2 separate regions of the Mus musculus genome follow, and region 2 is linked to region 1. The links are chromatin contacts, called in public Hi-C maps. All regions are on one chromosome and are shown on one strand. The core of a region is the stretch at or near the end of the contact, and the rest is flanking DNA. Distances in the headings are between cores, read along the strand shown.

Region 1 (3,490 bases), core at 679-3,178:
GTGATAAGTATTTTAACCACTAATCCATCTCCTTAGCCTAAGACATTTGTTGTTAAATGAACAGGGCTCAGGGCTGTTTATGGGAAAAATTCCCTAGTCGTCCAAGCTTCTGGGAGAGGTTACCCACTGTCTGGTCCTTGCTGGGTTCTGGGATTCACTGTAACCTGGCTAGCCTCAGTTTTCTGGTCTGTGACATAGGGCTGGCACTCTTTCAGCTCACCTCAAGGGCTTTGACAAGTAATTACCACTTGTGGAGCATGCGAAGAATTATGGGTGTTATTGCTTTAATTGTTTGCATTCTTTCTACACTGTAAGTTGGGTATGGCTGCTACGGTTTTGCTTAGGCAAAAGTTGAAGTTCTTGGAGAGACTAAAGAACAAGTCTACCTTGTTAGCCAGTGGTAGAGCCTCAACTTGAACCCAGGCATGTCAGAATCCTTAAATTCTCACTGATCCCCTCTGCTGCATTCCCCCACCCCGGAAACTGAAGTGCCCGTAGCAGGTCATCCCCCTAAGAGGGGCACACAGGAAGGGCCTTTAGGTAAAATTCTCTGGGCAAGTGGTTAAAGTAGGTAGAGGACAGCTGGGACCATCATGGAGACATGACTGTCTTCTAGACTGCTCAGATCAAGCCTGGAGGAAGAGACTCTACTCAGCTGACTGCGAAGGTGAGCAGAAGGTTGGAGGCACCTGGGAGTTTCTAGTATTTGCCAGTCCAGAGCTGCAGAAACCCGGAGGGGTTTACAGGAGCCCGTGGAGATCTCACCCAGGAGGAAAGATGTGAGCAGGCCCCTCTGGTGCCCTTGATCCTCACCCCCACTCCTGCCTACTGATGCCTTGGGGGGGGGGGCGGGAGGGGGTGAACCTTGCCTGACTGCCTCAGTTAGCCTGAGCTGTAATAAAACACTTTAAATTTATTGTGACATTTGGATTTAATTAAAAAGTACATACTTAGAGAAGTAGAACATAATGGGTAGAGAGGCAGGGCGGCTTTTCCCCTCCTTTCTTCCCCAAACTAATTAGCGTTGTATTTTAAATTGTTTATGTGCCGCTAATCATTGTAATAAATCATTTATACTGAAAAAGACACACTCGACTGTGCCCGCCGCGCGGGTTCCGCTCGCCGGGCTCTATCGCGTACAAATTGATCTAGAAGTGAATTTATTAACCACTGGGGAAGAAATCATTAGTGCTTTCTCTAAACAAACATTCCCCAGGTACGCTTTATCGCCACAGTTTATGCTGTAACTAAAAGGAGCATTACCCAGGCTTTCGCTGCAATTTCCTTGAAAAGCCAGCAACCCACTCCCAAGCTAGGGGGTCCTTGCCTCCTTGCCCCTAAGTGGTCTGGGAACCCCAGCTGCTGTTCAGTGTTCCTTTTAAAAAATAAGGAGCTCCCCATGAAGTGGATCCAAGACGCTGATGCTCCTGTGGCTGTTTGTCCCCTGCTGAATGCTTCATGGTTATTGAGGTTTATATCTTAGGACCACTATGGCATAGAGAGGGCCTGAGGTTTAGGAGAAGTGGGGGAGGCTGGGCTCGCAGAAACACTGGGATCAGAAGCGTTAGAGGGTTGCTTCCCTACACAATCTGAGAAGACATCAGCCGTGGGTTGACTGTAGGTGAAAAGTCACTGGGGTTGGCCGGCCCCAGGTTGGAGCACAGGACCAAGAAGGGATACCTGGAGCACACTCTGGTGAGTGTCCTCTTACGAGCTCTGAAGCCCTTTCCAGGGTTTGGCTGGAATAATCTGATCTGCCCAGGTTCCTGGTGAGACCTTTTGCCCTGTGTATTGTGGTGACTTCACAGTCCCCCAGACATGGCCTGACAGATGACAGACAGCTTGTCCAACAGGCAGCTCCCAGCTACCCATAGCATGTGGTACAGCTGGTAGCTGCATTAGCAGGAGTCTATTCTACTGACTGCCACATAGTGGCCTCCTGCTTCCTGGAGCCTGTGATCCAGCACCTCCACCCCTACCCCCACCCCTGCTTCCCTGGGGCTGTGCTACACACACACACACACACACACACACACACACACACACACACACACACACCTGCTCCCCTGGGGGTATGTTCCAGGTCTTCTCTCTCCATTTTGCTAGAAGGGAAGTTTATTCTGAACAAGGATCTCCCCTGGGAGCCCATGGCTGGTCTAGAATCCATAGCTACCCCACCTCAGAGTCCACCATCTCAGCTGCTTGGGTCCCTCCCACTCCTACAGAGAAGGGCTATCGCAGCCTTTGGGGTGGCAACAGGAAGCCTCAGCCCTATGCTGTTGCAGCTTGTACCTAGAAGTTTCCAGTCTTTTTTTTGTTTGTTTTTGTCTTCCTCCAGTGTCCGACTCATTGTAGCTAGCAGGTGCTGTGCTCTGCTGCTTCAAGAAGGAAGCAGAGCCCAGCAGCTGGGAAGGCTGAGCCAGACTGTAGGGTCCCCTCTTTGTGCCTCCTGGAGAACACATTTAAAACTTTGAATTCAAAATTGATTTTAAAGGGCCCTAATCTCTGATCCCCGACGCTCACGGTGTGTCTGCAGCTCCTGCCAGACTCTCGTTTTCTGGTTCAGCGAGTTGGTGCTCATGTCCCTGATGCTGTGAAATTGAGACTTGTCTGAGAGTGTGAGTCCTCCTCCTCCTCTGTGGAGAGTGTAGGCCTCTTGGGAGCCCCGTTTCATTAGATGGGTGACGCTGGCTTTACAGGTGCCCACGTTGTTGCTGAGTCACCGTCTGGGGAACACAGCTTCCAGACACATCCCTCTCACAGATGTGTGGCTCCGGGTAACACATCTATAAGAACATGGGAACTGGCTTCTGCAGCCTGGGATAGGATTGGGAGACTCGGGACAGAAAAAGGCTTGGGTCTGGAGTTCTCTATAGGAAATTTCAGGGGTCTTTTCTTCCCATCGGCTCCTAAAGGCTCAGCCTCGGTTACAAGGGGAAAGTGGTCATATTTAGATACCCAGAGGGACCTTCAGAGAATAGCAAGGTACATAGGGTCTGTATGAGGAGCCAAGGGGTTCAGGACAAGCTGAAGAGGAAAGGACTGCGCTGTTGGCCTCCCACAGACCCATGAACCCTGCAGCTCTGCCTGTCACACCCTGAGCAGGTCAGAGTGTTTATGTGTAAAGGAATCATGGGGTAGAGCCCTGGGATTCACCTCTCAAAAACTCTCTTCAAAAGAGCTCAGTCCATGAAGTACTCTCTGTACAAGCATGAGGTCGAGGAGCCACATTTGATCCCTGGCACCCATTACAAACAAGCATGCATGCATGCATACATACAAGAGAAAAAAGTCGTTCGTGGCAGGCAGGACTGAGTGCTGCTACCATAGCTGTCTCTTTCTTTTTCTTAGGACCACCGAGCCACAGGTGTCTTGGGCTATGTGGCAGAGGGGCAGCAGTATGCCATCAGGGCCCTCCCTGCTCTGGGCACCTGCCTACATAAATCTGCCCACTCCAGCCAGAGATGCTTGCCAGTAATATCTGGATAGC
Region 2 (3,490 bases), core at 533-3,032, 76 kb before region 1:
AAAGAAATTTATCCAAGGTCACACAGCTACCAAGAGATTTAGCTTGGCATCAAATTAACTAGGTCTAGTTTAACAGCTAGGCACATTCCACCAGGTGTTAGAGAGGGGCCTGTGGAGAAGGAAAAAGAGGAAGACAGATAGTTAGAAGTGCTGTGACATGTTAGGGAAGGCATAGATGGCCCTCCTGTCATCCAGAGCTAGTAGACCAGAAACTAACATCAGCTGCCAGAAAAGTCTCAAGAAAAGACACCCATCCTACCACAGGGTAGAGGTCTGTGTGGAGGCAGGGGGATGCAGGGATTGACCTTAACTCCTGGTTTGTCACTCCTAGCCTCCCTCTAGGGCAATGAAAAGTAGAGTCTTGTTGCCTCCCACAGGGGTAGATGGCCTTGGCTGAACCCTGTTCCCATTACATCAGCTAGGAATCCTGACCCTCAGGGGCTCCATCATTGCTTGGCCACTCCCCTCTGCACCTCTGTGTCCCACCCTGTCGATCTCTGTGTTCCACCAGGTCACCACTCCAGGCTCCCCATCATTCAGATGTCCTGGGAGCGGAAGGGTTACGGCAGACGCCTCTGAGTGGAGGCTGCTGTTCCCCAGCGTTAAGCAGCTTTAGTGTCTCCTACCCCAGTCCTGATTTAAAATTCATAAATGCTAATCCTTCATAATTTACGGTTTAAAAGCAGCCCCACTCACAGGCCCCGTGGCTACAGCTCTGTCAGAGTAATTATGCCGCCAAGCTGAAATTGGACTACTAACTGAGATATTAAACAGGGGGGGAAATCCTCGCGCTGGCAGCCGACCCAATTATTCCAAATAAGCAAACAGATTAGTGAGTAATTTTCCAGTTAAATTTGGTGATTGGTGCCAGAATTGTATGTTAAATATTCAGAAGTAAATAGATTAAAGATGAAATGTGCCCCCCTCCTTTTTTTTCTGGGCTTAATTTACTGTGTATATTAAAACTTTTTCATGAGGAGGAAAAAAAGTAAAAAATGATAATTAAAAAATCCAAATAAACCCCTCCGGGCGTCCCGATGAAGCTTGTCAGAGGCCAGAATGGGGCCCTCCAGCTTCTTCTACCTCCCAGCCCTCTTGGGAAGAATGAGGCCCAACTCCAAGTCTCCCAGGGGAGATCTGGGTGGGGCATGAAGTCTGGGTGGGCTGGGGACCCCAGTTCCCACCTGCTGGGTTATATTTCTTTACAAAGAGAAATCCTAAACCTATTAGTGGTAAAGTCAGGCAGATGGAGGAGTGGGGGCAGGCAGGGGTACAAAAGTGGCTCTTGGCATGCGAGGCCCCTGGGTACTAGGCTCCTCCTCCTCTCTCAGAGCCAGGACTGGCACTCAGGTCCCACTGTTCAAGGCTAATACCCCCACATCAGCCACTGTGCTTTCCAGGTTTGGCGATGTGAAACTCTGCCCCAGTGAACACGCTTGTACACACCACACACACACACACACACACACACACACACACACACACACACACACAGGCTGGTCCTCCCTTCTCCCTGGCTGCCTACCTTCTCCCCCCCCCCCCCCCCCACACACACACACAGGCTGGTCCTCCCTTCTCCCTGGCTGCCTACCTTCTTCCCCACCCCTTCTTTAGATTCACAGCAGATTCTCCCCATCTGTGCATCTAGCAGAGACAGGACTGTGAGTCATCATCCCAATAAGAAAAAACTAGAACCAGAGACCCAGAGAGGCCTGCGGGCTCTCCCCAGGTACCCAGCATTGCAGAGGTGGAAATGAATGCCCAATAGCTGCTTAGCTGTTCAGGCTGTGCTCTCTGCTGCCTCCTAGAGGTTACAGGATTCTGGCATCGGCTCATCCCTGACAGGAGGGCAGGAGTAGAGGCAGACAGAAAGAAGCCCTGATCCCTGTCAGGAATGGGCTGGTGGAAGAGGTTCTGCAGGTGGAGAGGGGCCAGATAAAACTCACAGGTTTTGAGAGGACAGCTGGGTCAGGACACTCAAGCCTGCCTCCTGCCCCACTCTCCTGCCTTTCACCATTCCCACTCCAGGCCTGGTGGCAACCTTAAACAGATTCCTCCAGGGTAGATCCCTAACTCTCTGTCCCAGGGATCCCCTTCCTGGGGTTTTCAAATCCTGTCTGTGAGAGGGAAGATGGGGGAACTCAGAATATATTCTCAACTCAGAGGCTTCCTTCCTTTCATATCTGGCTGAGGTGTCAGTGGATGCTGGAAACATCCGCTACTGGGGCCACTCCCTGTGAAGGCGCCCCTGAGGGAAGGGAAGAGCTGTTGCTTCTCCCCAATGTGGGAGGGCCGAGGCCAAGCCGCAGGTTGGTATCCCATATAAACATAGGCCACATGAGCAGACCTTAAGGCCTGGAACCCAAGCAGAGGAAGATGGGCAGCATGAGACAAGGACATTAAAGGGAGCCGCCTGGCTCGGCTTCCTCTGTTTGTTCACAAACAATGTGTATGAGAGTTCCCTGAGTACCCCTTACAGAGCATGTTCCTGTGCGCGCACACACACACACACACACACACACACACACACACACACACACGAGCCTGGAGTGTCCTAAAGAACACTAACCAGCAATCCTTGGAAGGCTGTTGCTCCTACATAGATTTTGCAAGTTTTGAAAAGCAGTGGTCTGGAGAAGAAGGCTCAGTAGGACATAAGTTCATGCCTCTGGAGAGAGGCTCGAGGACATGAGTTCAGATCCCAGCACTCATGTCAAAAGACCATGGGTACCTCCAAGCCCAGCTCTGTAGGAAGAAGAGACAGAAGGATCGTTCCCTGTTAGCCTTCTTCCAAGTTCAGGGTCTGAAAGGAGTAAGGTAGAAAATGATAGAACAGAACACCTGATGTCCTCTCCAACCTCCATGTGAGTTCATATGGGCACATAAACCCTCACACAGCATACACACACACCCTCACACAACACACAAAACTCACACAAGACACACATACTCACACAACACATAACACCCATAGACACACACTCATACACAACACACACAGACACATAGACATTCACACACAACATACACAGACACATATACTCTCACACAGAGAGTCATACAACATATACAGACACACATACCCTCACACAGTCATACAATATACAAAGACACACACATCCTCACACAGACACTCATACACAACCCACAAAGACACACACACCCTTAGACAGACACTCACACACAACACACACAGTCTTTGAGACCTTACCTGACGCAGGGGAATGGAATGGCAGGCTCCCTCGGCCCTTGGACTGAGCACCTGAGCTGGGCCTGGGCCACTTGTTTTGACCCAGGGGAAAGTTTGCAGTCTTTCTCTGGGCCTGGCCTGACTCAGCCCTGGCTTCTCACCTGCACTTCTAGTAAGCAGAAATGCTTGTTGCCATAGTAACCAGTCCCTTACCACCTTTCCATGGATCAACTCTGGATTTGGTAGTTTAGATTATCCTTTAAGTTCCAGGAGTCTCCTTTCCCTTTCAGCTTCCTACTT

Evidence for each region. Hi-C and Micro-C count contacts between places; a contact is called where the count stands out from the background.
Region 2: a Hi-C map of rod photoreceptor shows a contact between it and region 1, with 1.7 times the contacts expected there. The contact joins two enhancer-like sites. A contact is called at or near these places in 2 of 39 promoter capture datasets (the HPC-7 cell line and embryonic stem cells), 22 of 484 Hi-C or Micro-C datasets (the Ba/F3 cell line, the CH12 cell line, the G1E-ER4 cell line and 15 more), 5 of 115 datasets of contacts at active chromatin or transcription factors (embryonic midbrain, embryonic stem cells and forebrain) and 2 of 9 other capture datasets (embryonic stem cells and embryonic trunk).

What each region holds. Positions count from the first base shown.
Region 1 is chr7:109,153,714-109,157,203 of GRCm38.p6, reverse strand. All of the region lies in intron 1 of Lmo1 (LIM domain only 1), which reads left to right. Among named protein-coding and RNA genes, the nearest start is that of Gm44781, 13 kb to the right of the region's middle. Within about 2 kb of position 1,928, at least 12 of the 459 cell types and tissues checked have an H3K27ac peak or open chromatin away from gene starts, as enhancers often do. A contact at or near this core is called in the N1E-115 cell line and rod photoreceptor, where this site is marked.
Region 2 is chr7:109,229,228-109,232,717 of GRCm38.p6, reverse strand. No RefSeq gene overlaps it. Among named protein-coding and RNA genes, the nearest start is that of Gm32563, 22 kb to the left of the region's middle. Within about 2 kb of position 1,782, at least 16 of the 459 cell types and tissues checked have an H3K27ac peak or open chromatin away from gene starts, as enhancers often do. A contact at or near this core is called in the N1E-115 cell line and rod photoreceptor, where this site is marked.